Regions from separate parts of the Gossypium hirsutum genome. Here region 2 is linked to region 1. The links are chromatin contacts, called in public Hi-C maps. All regions are on one chromosome and are shown on one strand. The core of a region is the stretch at or near the end of the contact, and the rest is flanking DNA. Distances in the headings are between cores, read along the strand shown. Region 1 holds the start of LOC107900983 (F-box/LRR-repeat protein 15). Region 2 has its middle 25 kb from the start of LOC107962826.

Region 1 (6,846 bases), core at 1,275-3,774:
GTCTTACAGACTTCATAAACAAGTAAATGGATCAAATAAACCCAAAAAGCAACACTAATTAGATCTAAATTAGCCATTTGCAAAAACAGACCTCAAGTGATATGTTAGGACAATATGACAAATTCAGAACATGGAGATTAGAGCAAGTGAGAGCTATTTCCCGCAATGTTTCATCGCTAACACAAGAACAATTTAACATGTCTAAAGACTCTAATTGGGGGCAAGAAGTCACTATCAAACGGATTGCTGCATCTGTAAGTTTGTGGCAAGCACTTATATCAAGCAGATTTAAAAGAGGACAATTAAGGGCTGCCTGTGCCATATTACTGCGTTTCAAAGATAAACTTTTTAGTAGTGGGCACCTGCAAAAGATCAGATGTCAGCATAGAGATGACCAGATTGATATCACGATATACTTTAAAATCAAATCAAGACTTTGTTTCACCTGATGGATATACGCATCACACGGCATTTAGTTAATTTCAGATCACATAATCGATCATGGTTAATAAGTATCTCTTGAACACCATCACCAAGAATAGCATCATTCACATCCAAACTCCTCAACATACTACACTCGGTCAACGCATGGAAAAAAGCATCACCTAGTTGGTCTTTTCCCAATGTTAAAGCCTCCAGATTTCTGCCAATTGGAAAATTTATTCAAATTAACAGGAGGCTATGCAAAATTCATTTCATTAGAGAACATAAAATATAGTGACAAAATATTACCGTAACAAATAGACAGCTTTCATAACAAGAAGGTGGCTAATTGGAGTTCCACTCAGATTCACTTCAGTGGCATTAGGATATCGTTGACACATGTCCTCAACTGCAAAATCAAAATGCAACATTATTGCAGTTCAGCATCAAATTTCTTCACAACAATGGACCACTTTTGCTCATGCAAAATAATGTAATCAACAAACAATTAATAGAGAATGAACTATTTGTGAAGATCTGTAACATATGACGTGAGTATTATCTTGCTCAGGAAGCAAGCACCAAACATGTTAATTCTAAATTTATAAAAGATGAAAGCGCAACTGATATATAATTGCATACTCATATAGTTTTCTTATCTGAAAAAAGAAAGTCTCAAATTTAAGCAATTTCTAAACTTCATTTGCTTGGAATACACTGTATAAACCAAATGAAAACGAAGTAAAGATATTAAGCAAATCTAAAACTCACATTTTTCAAGAGATATACTCCGGTTTTCAAAGTTCAAACACCTCCAAAAATCCTCATGAGCACTAGCAGATCGCCACTGCCTACAAACCATGGCTGAGTTGCAAAGATTACGATGATCCAAGAACGAGAACACCTGAAAACAGGAAAAACAAACAAAACGGTTCAATAAGATTAAACAATACAAAAATTATAAAAAAAAACTAACATATAATGTAGATTATACAAACTGCCTACCATATGCAATAAATCGTCAGTCAGATCCATTCGAATTTCAGAATCTTCAGCTCTCAAATCACCCTCATTTTCCTCATCTTTCCCACCATTACCATCAAAACGATGCCCATCACTCCCACTATTCAACATGAAATTGTGATAAAATACCCCTTTATTGGATGAAATCGATGAGCATTGGTTATTATTATACTCTCTCGGTGCTAATGAGTAAGAGGTGCTCTCGCTGCAATGAAAAACTTTGCAGAATAAGTACCGCAAAAAAAATTTAATTTCTTAACTAATTTTGCCTACATTTGTCCAGTTAACTCACTGATAAACAGTGTAGACTTTGGCTCGTTTATGGTGCGAATCATGGTAGTCAGAATCTTCAACGGCAGTTGAAGCGGAGGCGCTAGTCTCACCCTGGGAAGGACGCGAGCAGCCAACCAATGGGAGCCACTTAGCATCAACCCAATTGCCACCGCACCTCATGGCGGCGGACATTTCTTCAAACAACAGGAATGTCTCGTCTCTCTGTCGTCGACTATTAAGTGTTCTGTTTAGGGAGAATGCAAATCGATCTGGGGCGACGGTGACACTGGCGGGAGCTTCTTCATCGCCGTCATTTACAATATTCTCCTCAATGTCGTCAGCATTTGCCAAAAACCCTTCCTTCATGGTTGTCTAGTTCGTCGTCGATAAAGCAAAGGCAGCACTAAATCCTCATGCACCAAACCCTCCACTAAAACAATATAAACCCCTAACTCACCACCTTCCACCTTCCATCATCCACCCCCCCCAAAAAAAAAAGCTCCGGCCTCTTAGGAACCCTAGAAAATTTTCAAAAAAAAAAAAGATTTCGAAAGTTCAATCTTTTAGAAAATCCAAAGAAGAATCGATTGATACATACGAACCAAGAGACGGAGATGTAAAATATACAGAGAGGGCAGCGAACATCACCGGATCTGGTCTAGTAAAGTAAAATTCACTTCTTTTTAGCAAGCATGAAAATAAACAAATGGACCGGCGCTAATTGATTTTCCAAAAAAGAAGAACCCAATGCTTAAATTTTGCTAAGGAAAAATAGGTTAAAATTATTGTTACTACCTCTCTTGTCTAGATTTTGAGATTTGGTATCTATATTTTAAAAGTTAAAATTTAATTTTTTACATTTTTAATTTAAAAATTGTAAATTAAACAGAATCATATTTATCAATATTTATTAATTTAAATTTTTTATTAATCATATTTCATATCATACTAGAACAACTTAATTAAAATTGTAAGTTGATAAATTTTAATCAAAAATATTTACAATTGAAATTTTTAAATAAAAATAGAAGCACTAAATATTAAACTTTTTAAGTATAGGAGTTAAATATTAAATTTAGTCTAAATATAAAAACTAATAGCAAATTTTAATGGAAAAATAACATGAAATACAATTTTCAATTTTAACCAACTTATAAAATTGAATTAAAATGTGTGATGAAAATTAAAATTAGTATCAATTTTAAAGCATATAAATATCAATTTAAACATAGAAGTTAAATCCATACAACTATATGTAAAAGGAAGGCCAACACGTGTCCCACCGTTTTTTTTTTTTGTTTTTTACATTTTAAATCTAGACAACTATAAGGGCCTCCCAAAACTGACATGTGTCACATCAGTTTTTTTGACATTTTAAATATGGTTAAAATTCAATTTTAGTCCCTTTATTATGCTTAAAGTTGATATTTAATCTTTATATTTTAATTTCTAACACTATTTGATCACTATATTTTTATAATACTATTATTTACTCCAAATAATTAGTAATGTTAATTTTTCGATTAAAATGTTAGCTTCTCATTTCTTTTGGGTTTGACTTGCCCTTTTTTTAGTATTAAGATAATGGTCAAATTTCATTGACCCTTTTTACTATGTTGAAACTTGATATTCAATATATATATTTCAATTTTTATGTAGTTTGGTCCCTCTATTTTTGTAGTGTGGGGTATTTTTATGAAAAAATCTACTTCGGCATTTTCAATGCTATTTTTTTGTTATATGACTACCAATGGCAAGGCCAGGTAGGGGCCCCAACTCCCCTAAAATGAAAAATTTTCTATTTAGATAGTTTATAATTTATAAAATTTTAAATTAGTAATGGTAAAATTGTACTTTGACCCCTCAAAAATAATAAAAATTTTATTTAATATTTTAAAAATTATAAATATATAGTCTATTAAAATGGTAAATTACATCTTTACTATCGTAAAAATATACAATTTAATTTTAACCCTAAAAAAATATTTTTGGCTCCATCACTTATGACTATTAAGTATTTTTTTAATTTCAAAATTACAAATAAGTTAATTTAATAAAAGAATTTTAATGATGATAATAATAGAATTTAAATTTTTAACTCTAAAAGATAAAAGGGTTAAATTTCTTAAAATAAAAGTAGTAAAATTAAATTTTAAATGTACTAAGTGTATTAAGATTTAAAGTATATTTTAATATTTTAATATTTATTTATTAAAAGATATATTTATCAAATAGTTTAAAAATATATATTTACTAGTAAAAAAACACAATTGAATGGATCGTTGTGGAAAATAAAAATTAAATTGGTAAAAATGAAAAAAGAAAACTCGTGTTTTTTTATGATGACAAGACAAGACTGGTTATTGACTAAAAAAGTCACTTTTTTTTCCATCAAGGTAGATTTTCAAAGATGAAATCGCACGTGCAACCCACAACTTTTGGGTCACTTTTTCTTTATCTGTTATTACGATTATTCAAAAAAAAAAACCATCGGCGCATTATGATTAATCAAATTAAACAGATATTTTATGTTTAGGGTGAGAGGTTTATATCTTTATAAGTAGAATTGAATTCAGCTCAATAATATATTTTTTTATGAGATTTTTTGTGCTCGAAAAAATTTGAAGTCAAGTAAAGATAAATATTTAAATATAAGTAAAATTTTCGTAATATTATTTTCTTTATTTATGATACTCATATTCGAAATCATATTTAAAGAGACTTGATATAACAAATGTTGATAGCTCAATAGTATATGTAATCTTAGATCACATAACTATAACAAAATGATATATGTATTAAAAATATAAAATAAATAAAGTTTTAATAGAAATGGTAACTTTAAAGGTAAAAAAATTATTATATTTTGGGTTCAAATTTAAATATGTGTATTTTTATTGATTTTAAATAAAAATATAAAAAGATGAAGGGCAAACTACATATAAAGTTATTAAATTATTAGTAAATTTTCTATTTTGGTCACTTAACTTTAAAAAATTATAAAATATTTATTGAACTACTAGGGTGGAGCGTGGGGCAAGCAATGGCCTTGGCCCCTCTAAAATAGAAAATCGTCTATCGATCCCTTTAATTTTTAAGAAATTATAAGTTAGTATAATGGTAAAAATTACACTTTGGCCCCTTTTTTTATTTCTACGCCAAAACAATTTTATGGCTTTGCCCCTACTGAACTATTTAGCACTTTTTGTCTCCATGGCGACAACTAACCTGTAACGACATTGACACATAGCCAACCTGAACATTTATGCAAGCCACTCTATTGTTGGCTACATGGCACTAAAGGACAAACAATGTGCCCTTATATAAGCTTGGATGCATAAGGGACTAAGCATCGACCCACCCTCCTTTGGACCTCACATATCAACCCTAGAACATCACATTTTTCCTCACTTTCCTCCCATTATTATTCTCTTCCTTCCACTAGCTCTCCTCCTAACATAGGTGAACCAACATTCCTCTCCACCATCCTTTCCTCTTTGTTGACTACTTGTATCAACAATTGATATGGTAAACATAGATTGAACCAACATGGCTCACTATTCTACTGTCATTTCTAAAATGCATCAAACCAAAACCAAGAGCTCCCTCCAACCCAAACACAATCCTAGCAACCTCCTCAAGTTACTCAGCCACCCACCAACCCACCTCTACTAAGAATATTGTAACACCCCTTACTCGTATTCTGACTCGGAACAGAGTATGAGGTATTACTAAGTTTTTTAAAAAAAATTTTGACAGCATTTCTGCTTAATTTTGCTTAAACCTCCTGCAAATTTAAATCACAATCCAATATATATATATATCAACCAAACTCATTTATAATAATACTCACAATTTAACTATTAATGAACACCACATTTTAAATCAAACCATAACATATATTTACATGATGATTCCATATTTCATAGGTCGTCTATACATGCCATAATTTTCCGGAACGATAGTAGCAAAATACCCCAAGTGTGAAGGATAGTGTGGATGATTGTCTGACTTCGTTCCAAATTTCCGAGTTGTCGGAAGTCACTATAATCAAGGGAAAAATAAAATCGAGTAAGCATATAGCTTAGTAAGTAAACACATGATAAATAAGTAATTACTCACATAACTACACCAAAATATAAACTTATTCATGAATAACTTCATTGTTTAGGCAATTTCCAGCAAACTGTTTTTCTGCGTCATAGTCGCTAATTTATTTTTATCCGGAGCTACAGGGCTCCAAATTGAGTTTCGTAAATTTTCCCTGAAACTAGACTCATATACCATTTCACCATAAAAATTTCAGAATTTTTTACCCAGCCAATTAGTACAGTTTATTCATTAAAACTTCCCCTGTTTCACTGCCCAACGGTTCTGACCCTTCCTCAAAAAAATTCACTTAACTCTCTGTACAAAATTTTAAAAATGGTTTCGCTTGTTTCTATTAAAAATAGAGTCAATAAGGAATCCAGGAATATAAATTTCACACCATAATTATTTTTGTACAATTTTTGGTGATTTTCCAAAGTTAGAACAGGGGATCCCGAAATCAATCCAGCCCTGTTTCAGTGAAATTCAGATATCTCCAAAAATACAACTCTTTTGCTTATTCTATTTATTTCATATGAAAATAGACACATTCAGCTTCAATTTCATATATTATTCAGCTTCCCATTCATTTTCCACCATTTATGGTGATTTTTCAAAGTTACCCATCTGCTGTTGTTCAACACAGTTTATAACTAAATCGTTCCTTTTTTCGTTTTTGATATTTTCTCCCATCTCATACATGGATCGATTTAGTATCCAACTCAATATTTGCCCCATAAAAATTTCCACCATATGGCAATATTCACCTTCCACACTTTTTCGTTGAGCACTCGGAATGTTAACCGTTATTGGTGGATCTCGCACTTAGCACCACCACTTAATCGGGGAATCAGCACTTAGCAACCCCTTGGGGGAATCAGCACATAGCAACCCCCTTTTTATTTCAGAGATACGGTGGATATCGCACTTAGCACCACCAATGAACTGGGGAATCAGCACTTAGCAACCCCTCGGGGGAATCAGCACATAGCAACCCCCTTTCACATTTCAAAGATACGGTGGATATCGCACATAGCA
Region 2 (6,723 bases), core at 1,761-4,260, 75 kb after region 1:
TTTGGCATCAAGTTTGCAGTGATCTTGCATCATGCGTGTTAAACTGCATGTGTTAGGCCCAAAAAATTTTCGGATCACCCACATTTGCGACCTTTGAATAAATGTGGCTCGTACCCGCCAATTGCAACCTTCTGCCAACCTCCAACACTCCCTATTATACAATGTCAGTTTAGACACGGTAACTTTACAATCAATCAACACATTCATGCTATACCATTTAATGGCAAATACGTAGTCTTCCTTGGTTGCAAATTTTTTGCCCACAAACAACTCCTCAAGTTCAAGATCTGCGGCCAACCAGTGAGCATGTAGTATATTGGGGTACTCCGGGAACTCAAATACATGCGTCGCATCAGGATCTATGATCAATATGTGCTCTCTAAGATCATTGTGTATCATAATGCCTCGACTTGTGTTCATGACTGGAGACATGTTAACATTTCCATCATCATTCGCGCCTTCTTCGTCGATATCATCCAGGACCTCGCCTAGATCAGGATCACTATAATCTTCAACCTCGCAATCAAAAGGACCATTATTATCATATCTATCATCACTATTCGCATCGGTCTCAATCACCACCGAATGTATTTGTAAATAGGGACCAGGATAAGGTTCTCAGACAAAGGTGGAGCATTAAGATTGATGCCGATCTCGCATATAGTCGATCGCCTATCAACATGTGCTCTTGGAACCACCGTACATGAATATTGAACTCTATGTTCTTCACTTAATAGAGAGAAATCTTCAGTTGGCTCCACATCAACTAACTCAGCAAACAACTGAATCGGTTCAGTTTGGCCATTTCGATTCGAGCAATAAAGTGCGACCATTGTCTCTACGTCTTCATCGTTTACAAGTTCCATCTGGTGAATTTGATGCAATCTGTTGAAATTGGAAATTTTTAGAATAGTTTCGAAATCCTCCTCCAACGTCTAACAATTTTTGCGTTGATCATTTCTTTCATATCATCAACTGAGATATTTCTATTAAATCTCATTGCAATTTGTTGGCGACATTCAAATATACATCCAACTATTGTTGTCAAAATTACTTCATTGAACTAAACACATACGGAAAATTGATTATCCATCTTCAATACTAAATCTATAAAAATAATTAAATTTCTCAATATTTTATTTCTAAAAAATATATTGTAAAAAAATAAAATTGGTATATACTAACCTTACAAATTCTTCAATAATTTCTCTTTTACTACAACAATTTTTTTCCTCTTCTTTTCTTATCTTCAAAACTGTTCAAGAAAACACTGCTTAAATAAGGCTTCTCCACTAGGTGCCACCTATCAGGGACCCTCCACTAGGTTCCGCCTTTAAAACACCCTCACCCATGTAACTCGAATTTTTACCCCAGTTTCACCCGTGTATGGACACAAAATGCAGGTGTCGTCTATCCTACTCCCTCCACCATTTAAACATATTTTTTAAAACACAAATCATATGCTAATGATGCTTCCATGTTTGCAATAGAAAAAATTGGTGGTGCCACCACCCTATCTCCCTCCACCCCCAACACTGTTCAAAACATACCATTTTGATAAATAATGATTGGCATATCATTTAGGTATTTAAATATTAATTATGTATTACATGCGTAAAAAAACCTTTTTTCTATTTTTTTTATTTTTAAATTTTAAAATGTTTTTTATTAACGTGTCTAAACAATTTTGATAATTAAGCTGAATTATTATAAATTAACAGTTGCTTACTGATTAGGAAACATGTGGGTCCCAATAATTCCAATCAATGATAAAGAAAGACTTGGAAAAGATCCGACAGTTGACAATGCTTGACTTTTTTCTTATGACTCCTAAATTACATATAACCTCCACAAATTCTAAAATTTTAAATTGGAGTATATTACACGTGTATTGAAACCTACATCTTTTACATTGTTGTAACAACAATAATATCAATTGAATTATAAGACTACTCTTAATCTATCTGAACGATTGACAATCCCGTTCCAAATATGTAAAATAAGATGTTATCAAGATAGCCAATATATGGCACATTTATTTTTTCTATTAGAATTGGAATTGATATAAATAGATATAAGTATGTTGTGATGTATCGTTTCAGATTTATTAACATTTTTAAAATATATATTTATAGATTTCAAATAAATGAAAATAAAATATTCATTACTAAATTTCACAAATAAAAATCAATCATTTAACAATTCAAAAAAAAGCATTAAACAATAAAATTTTTCACAATAAAATCATCCTATACTAAATATAAAGTTGAAGTGAAGCTTTGAGAAAATTTTCATTTCATTTCTTTTCTTTTTCCCTATATACAAGTTGTTTACTTATTTTTATGTTGTTTAAAAGTTAAAGTCAGTAAACTTTAATGGTTAAAATTAAAGCTTTTATTATTATTAGTATAAATGATAAATATATTTTTATATTATTTTTTATATTATTCATATATCATTTGATGCATAATGTTTCGATGGATGTGATCATAATTAGATAGAATAAATTGATAAAGTCGATACAAATTAAAATTTTTACTGCTGTGGAAAAAGAGAATTGATTGTTTCGATTTTCCATTAAAACAATGTACACCAAATGATATAGCAAAAACTGATGCATAAGCAACTATATTGATGGTTTAGGTTGTCATTAATTTTTTGTTCTCAAAATTACAGCTAATTAATTTGCTCAAACAAAAAATTAAAATTTCATCTATATATTTGTTTCAAATTAGAATTCATATTAAATTAAAATTTCATTTTCAAGGAGCGTTAAAAAAGAAAAAAAATTTAAGTTATAATAATTTCAATAAATTAATTATTATAAAAACTTAGATTAAATAATTAACTCAACTCTAATTAATTAATTAAAATAAATTCAAACATAACATAAAATTCAAAGTCCAAAACCTTGTATTAAAGCAAAGCATTTTTGTTAGTATGGTATTTAGAGGTGGAGATTTAAAGAATTTAGAAAATTGGGCCTAGCCCTTAATGTGGGCCTAAGCCAATGGGCTTAACCCCTTATACAAACAGTTTCTTCCAGGCCTCTCAAGTCTTCTGCTTCTGAACTAACTCATGTAGACCTCATCATGATCCAATTCGATTGGATTCATCAGCTCGAATTTCATTTCATTTAAATATACTTGAATCCGTTGAATACATTAGCTTTCAACTCTAACTTGTCCTTGTTCATCCAACCCTTACATGGTTAAAATGTTTCTTAATGTTTTATTTATATTGTTATAATATTTTCTAAATTTAAGATTTTCTAATCAAATATATAAAAAATGTATTTATAAAAGTAAAATATATGTAGAAATTCTTTTAAAATTAAGAGATTAAAAGTTAAAAATATGTAAAATAGTAACATTAAAAGAGAGATATTTTAGTAAATATATTGGAGTGAATTCTGTTTAAACTTGCTGGCTTCACCTTTGAAAATTTTAGTGAAACTTTTAGTTCCGTTTGATTTTAGTAAATAACAGTTGTTTTGTTTTTTTTTCTTGAAAAATAGGAAACATTGAAAATTTTATTTGTTTGAAAATTTTAAAAATAAATTTTGGGAAATGAAAAATGAAACTATTTGATACTTTTAATCTTTATTTTATGTAAAACTGAAAAGTTTAAATGAATTGAGTCTAGTTTTTAAACCTATATAAACATTAAAAAAAATTTCAATAGTATTAAATATCAAACTTGTTACCTTGGCTCAAATTCATATAACTGTGGGATTATTTCATTTTATTTCTCAATTTCTATTATAGGAAAATAAGCACCAAACAAGTTTTCATTATTGAAAACAAATTTTTTATTTACAAAATATGTTTTTAATTTTTAAAATAGAAAATAAATATTATTTTTAAAATAAAAAGAAAAAAAATGAACTTTTTATTTTAATGTTTTAAAAAATGGTTTTCATTTTATGTTTTTTTTTAAAAAATTTGAAAATACATTTTATAATAGAAAAAAATTTGTTTTCAATAATGGAAATATAAAATTACATTTTGCACATGTTTTCCATTATAGAAATATGATAAATAAAATTTTCCTAGATTTATATGGATTTGAACTAGGGTAAGAGATAATATTTTAAAATTATTGAAAACAAAAATGGCTTTGAATCAATGCCAATTCATTAATTAAATTTAAAGTTAAAAAATCTTGTTTTTATTATGAATGCTATTAAGTGGATGTTCACTATAATCAACTTTTCACCTTTCATATTCCTTAACTCTTCACATTTCATCTCCTTAAAACCCCTTTCCTATTTATGTATTAGATATATAGGAATTTACTAGTTGTGATTAGAGGTGTTCATGGGCCGGACCGGGCCCAGAAAAAAATTTCAGCCCGGGTCCTAGGCCTGGGCCCGGCTCGGCCCGAAATATGGGCCTAGAATTTTGCCCAGGCCCGGCCCGGGAAAAAATTTATAAGCCCGGGCCCGGCCCAACCCGGCCCTGCCCGTTTTTTAAATAAATACCAAAAATTTATTTTAAAAATTAAAATAAAAATTAAAAAAAGTATTTTAAAAATATTTTAAAATTTAAAAAATTATTTTAAAAAAATTTTAAAATTAAAAAAATTAAAAAAAGTATTTTAAAATTAAATAAAATAAAAAAATAAAAATATTTATTATTCGGGCCGGGCCGGCCGGGCCCGAGCCAAAAAAGTGGTGCCCGAGGCCCGGCCCGTTTTTTAATCGGGCCTCGTTTTTTTGCCCAATCTCATATTTTGGGCCTATATTTTTACCCAAACCCTCCCATATTTCGGGCGGGCCACCTCTAGTTGTGATGATGATGAAAAATAATAGAATGCAATAGAAATCCCCCTATTCTCATATATATCTTTTATCTATTATTCTTGTTTTATAATACGTTATCAACACGCACGCTTAAATTAATCTAAGAGTCTTGCGATCTTCATTAGTTTGGATCAAGGTATGTTCGCATCGTCAAAAGTTCCACTAACCCCGTAATTTGTTAAAACTTCTAACATAGCCAAATTACTTGTAATTTATTTTGTGACTAAATTATTGTAATCACCGGAGTATTGTTATGTTATGCTTGAAAGTTTGTTAAGAGACTACTTATGTTTATATTAAATTTGCATTGTAGTTGTATCATCAATGTTGAACCTTGCAAAACTTGAATTTGTGGCTTTTGATATTATTGGAAAGAATTATTTATCTTGGATGTTAGATGCTAAAATACACTTAAATGCAAACAGCTTTGGTGAAACTATTAATAAAGGAAATGAAACATCTAGTTAAGATAATGTCCAAGCCATGATATTTCTTTGCCATCACCTCCATGGGGGACTAAAGAATGAATATTTGACTGTTAAATATCCATTTGTCCTTTGGAATAGTCTAAAAGAAATATATGACCGCAAAAAACCCGTAATACTTTCTAAAGCTCGCCATGATTGGCTACATTTGAGATTACAAGATTTTAAATTTGTGTGTGAATATAACTCAACTATGTTTAGAATCACTTTGTAATTGAAATTATGTAGAGAGACAATAACTGATAAGGATATATTATAAAAAAACATACTCCACATTTCACGCAAATAATGTTGTCCTACAGACACAATATTGTGAAAAAAGTTTTAATAAATATTTTTAAGTTAATATCTTGTCTTCTTGTGGTTGAACAAAATAATGAATTGTTAATGCAAAATCATGAGTCACATCTAACTAGCTCTACTCCATTCCCTAAAGTGAATGTGACATCATCTAATGGAAAGGATAAAGGTCACGCTAGTAGTCATGGTCGAGGACATAGGTGTGATCTTAGTCGTGGTCATGGTTGTGGTCGAGGACGTGGACGAGGTGGTCATTTCAGGAATACCCATCAGATGTAGGATCATAATGATGGAAAGAATGATAAATATACAGCTGAAAAATTAGAATGTTTGTGTTATCGTTGTGGAGGTAAAAACCATTGGTACAGTACCTGTCATACACCAAAGCATCTTATGGAATTATATCAACAATCATTGAAGGACAAAGGGAAGAAAATAGAGATAAATTTTTTTTGTGAGTGTAACATCCCGCCCGGTGTTTAAAGAAAGTTCTTAGTGATTTGACTACTATTTGTTGAAGTATAGTGTTTAAAGAAAGTTCTGAGTAGGTAAGGTAATAATTGTGACTAAGCATGTAAGGTTGTGAGTACGCCCTTGAGTGAAGCCTATGATAAGTGAGCTTGATGGTTTGGCGGACTCTTCTAAAGAGTATACATCACCCAGTTGTTTGACGAATATTTTAAGTCCTCAGTTTGATAGAACCCTTTATTATATTATTATTTTATTATTCTGGTTGAAGAATTTAGTTAGACAAATGGGAATTGTTTATAATAGAACTAAGTTACGTAGCCGATAAGACTTGCATTTATGATTAGAAAGAGTTCTTGGTCACAGGAATCAATGAGGTTAGTGGGATAATCAGATTTATTCACTAAACTTAGCTTCCGTGTATGTCTGTATAAACTTGGTATTAGTTTCTTGAGCAAGCTTTTACGTCCTCTCTAGTATTCACATTTTCTTCTCAAACTTTCTTTGCACTTTTCTCTTAGAAAACCTAATACTAGAGAACTACTTGGAGATTTGGGTTCATTATACTTAGCCAACTCTTCTGTTGTTTTAGCACTTGGTAAATGTTGATGAACCTTAAGTTATTTTCATGGCTATTTACTTGACTTTAGGGCTGCACACTTAAGC

Evidence for each region. Hi-C and Micro-C count contacts between places; a contact is called where the count stands out from the background.
Region 2: a contact with region 1 is called in a Hi-C map of leaf, with 6 times the contacts expected there. The contact joins the enhancer-like site here to the promoter of LOC107900983 in region 1. A contact is called at or near these places in 5 of 34 Hi-C or Micro-C datasets (anther, callus, hypocotyl and 1 more).

Annotation. Positions count from the first base shown.
Region 1 is chrD06:17,326,659-17,333,504 of Gossypium_hirsutum_v2.1, forward strand. LOC107900983 (F-box/LRR-repeat protein 15) reads right to left here and starts at 2,525. Exons shown (of 18, transcript XM_016826794.2): 1 at 1,739-2,525; 2 at 1,429-1,651; 3 at 1,195-1,327; 4 at 733-832; 5 at 446-643; 6 at 92-362; 7 at 1-10. The coding sequence starts at 2,085.
Region 2 is chrD06:17,401,376-17,408,098 of Gossypium_hirsutum_v2.1, forward strand. No RefSeq gene overlaps it. Among protein-coding and RNA genes, the nearest start is that of LOC107962826, 25 kb to the right of the region's middle. Within about 2 kb of position 3,011, at least 1 of the 9 cell types and tissues checked has an H3K27ac peak or open chromatin away from gene starts, as enhancers often do. A contact at or near this core is called in leaf, where this site is marked.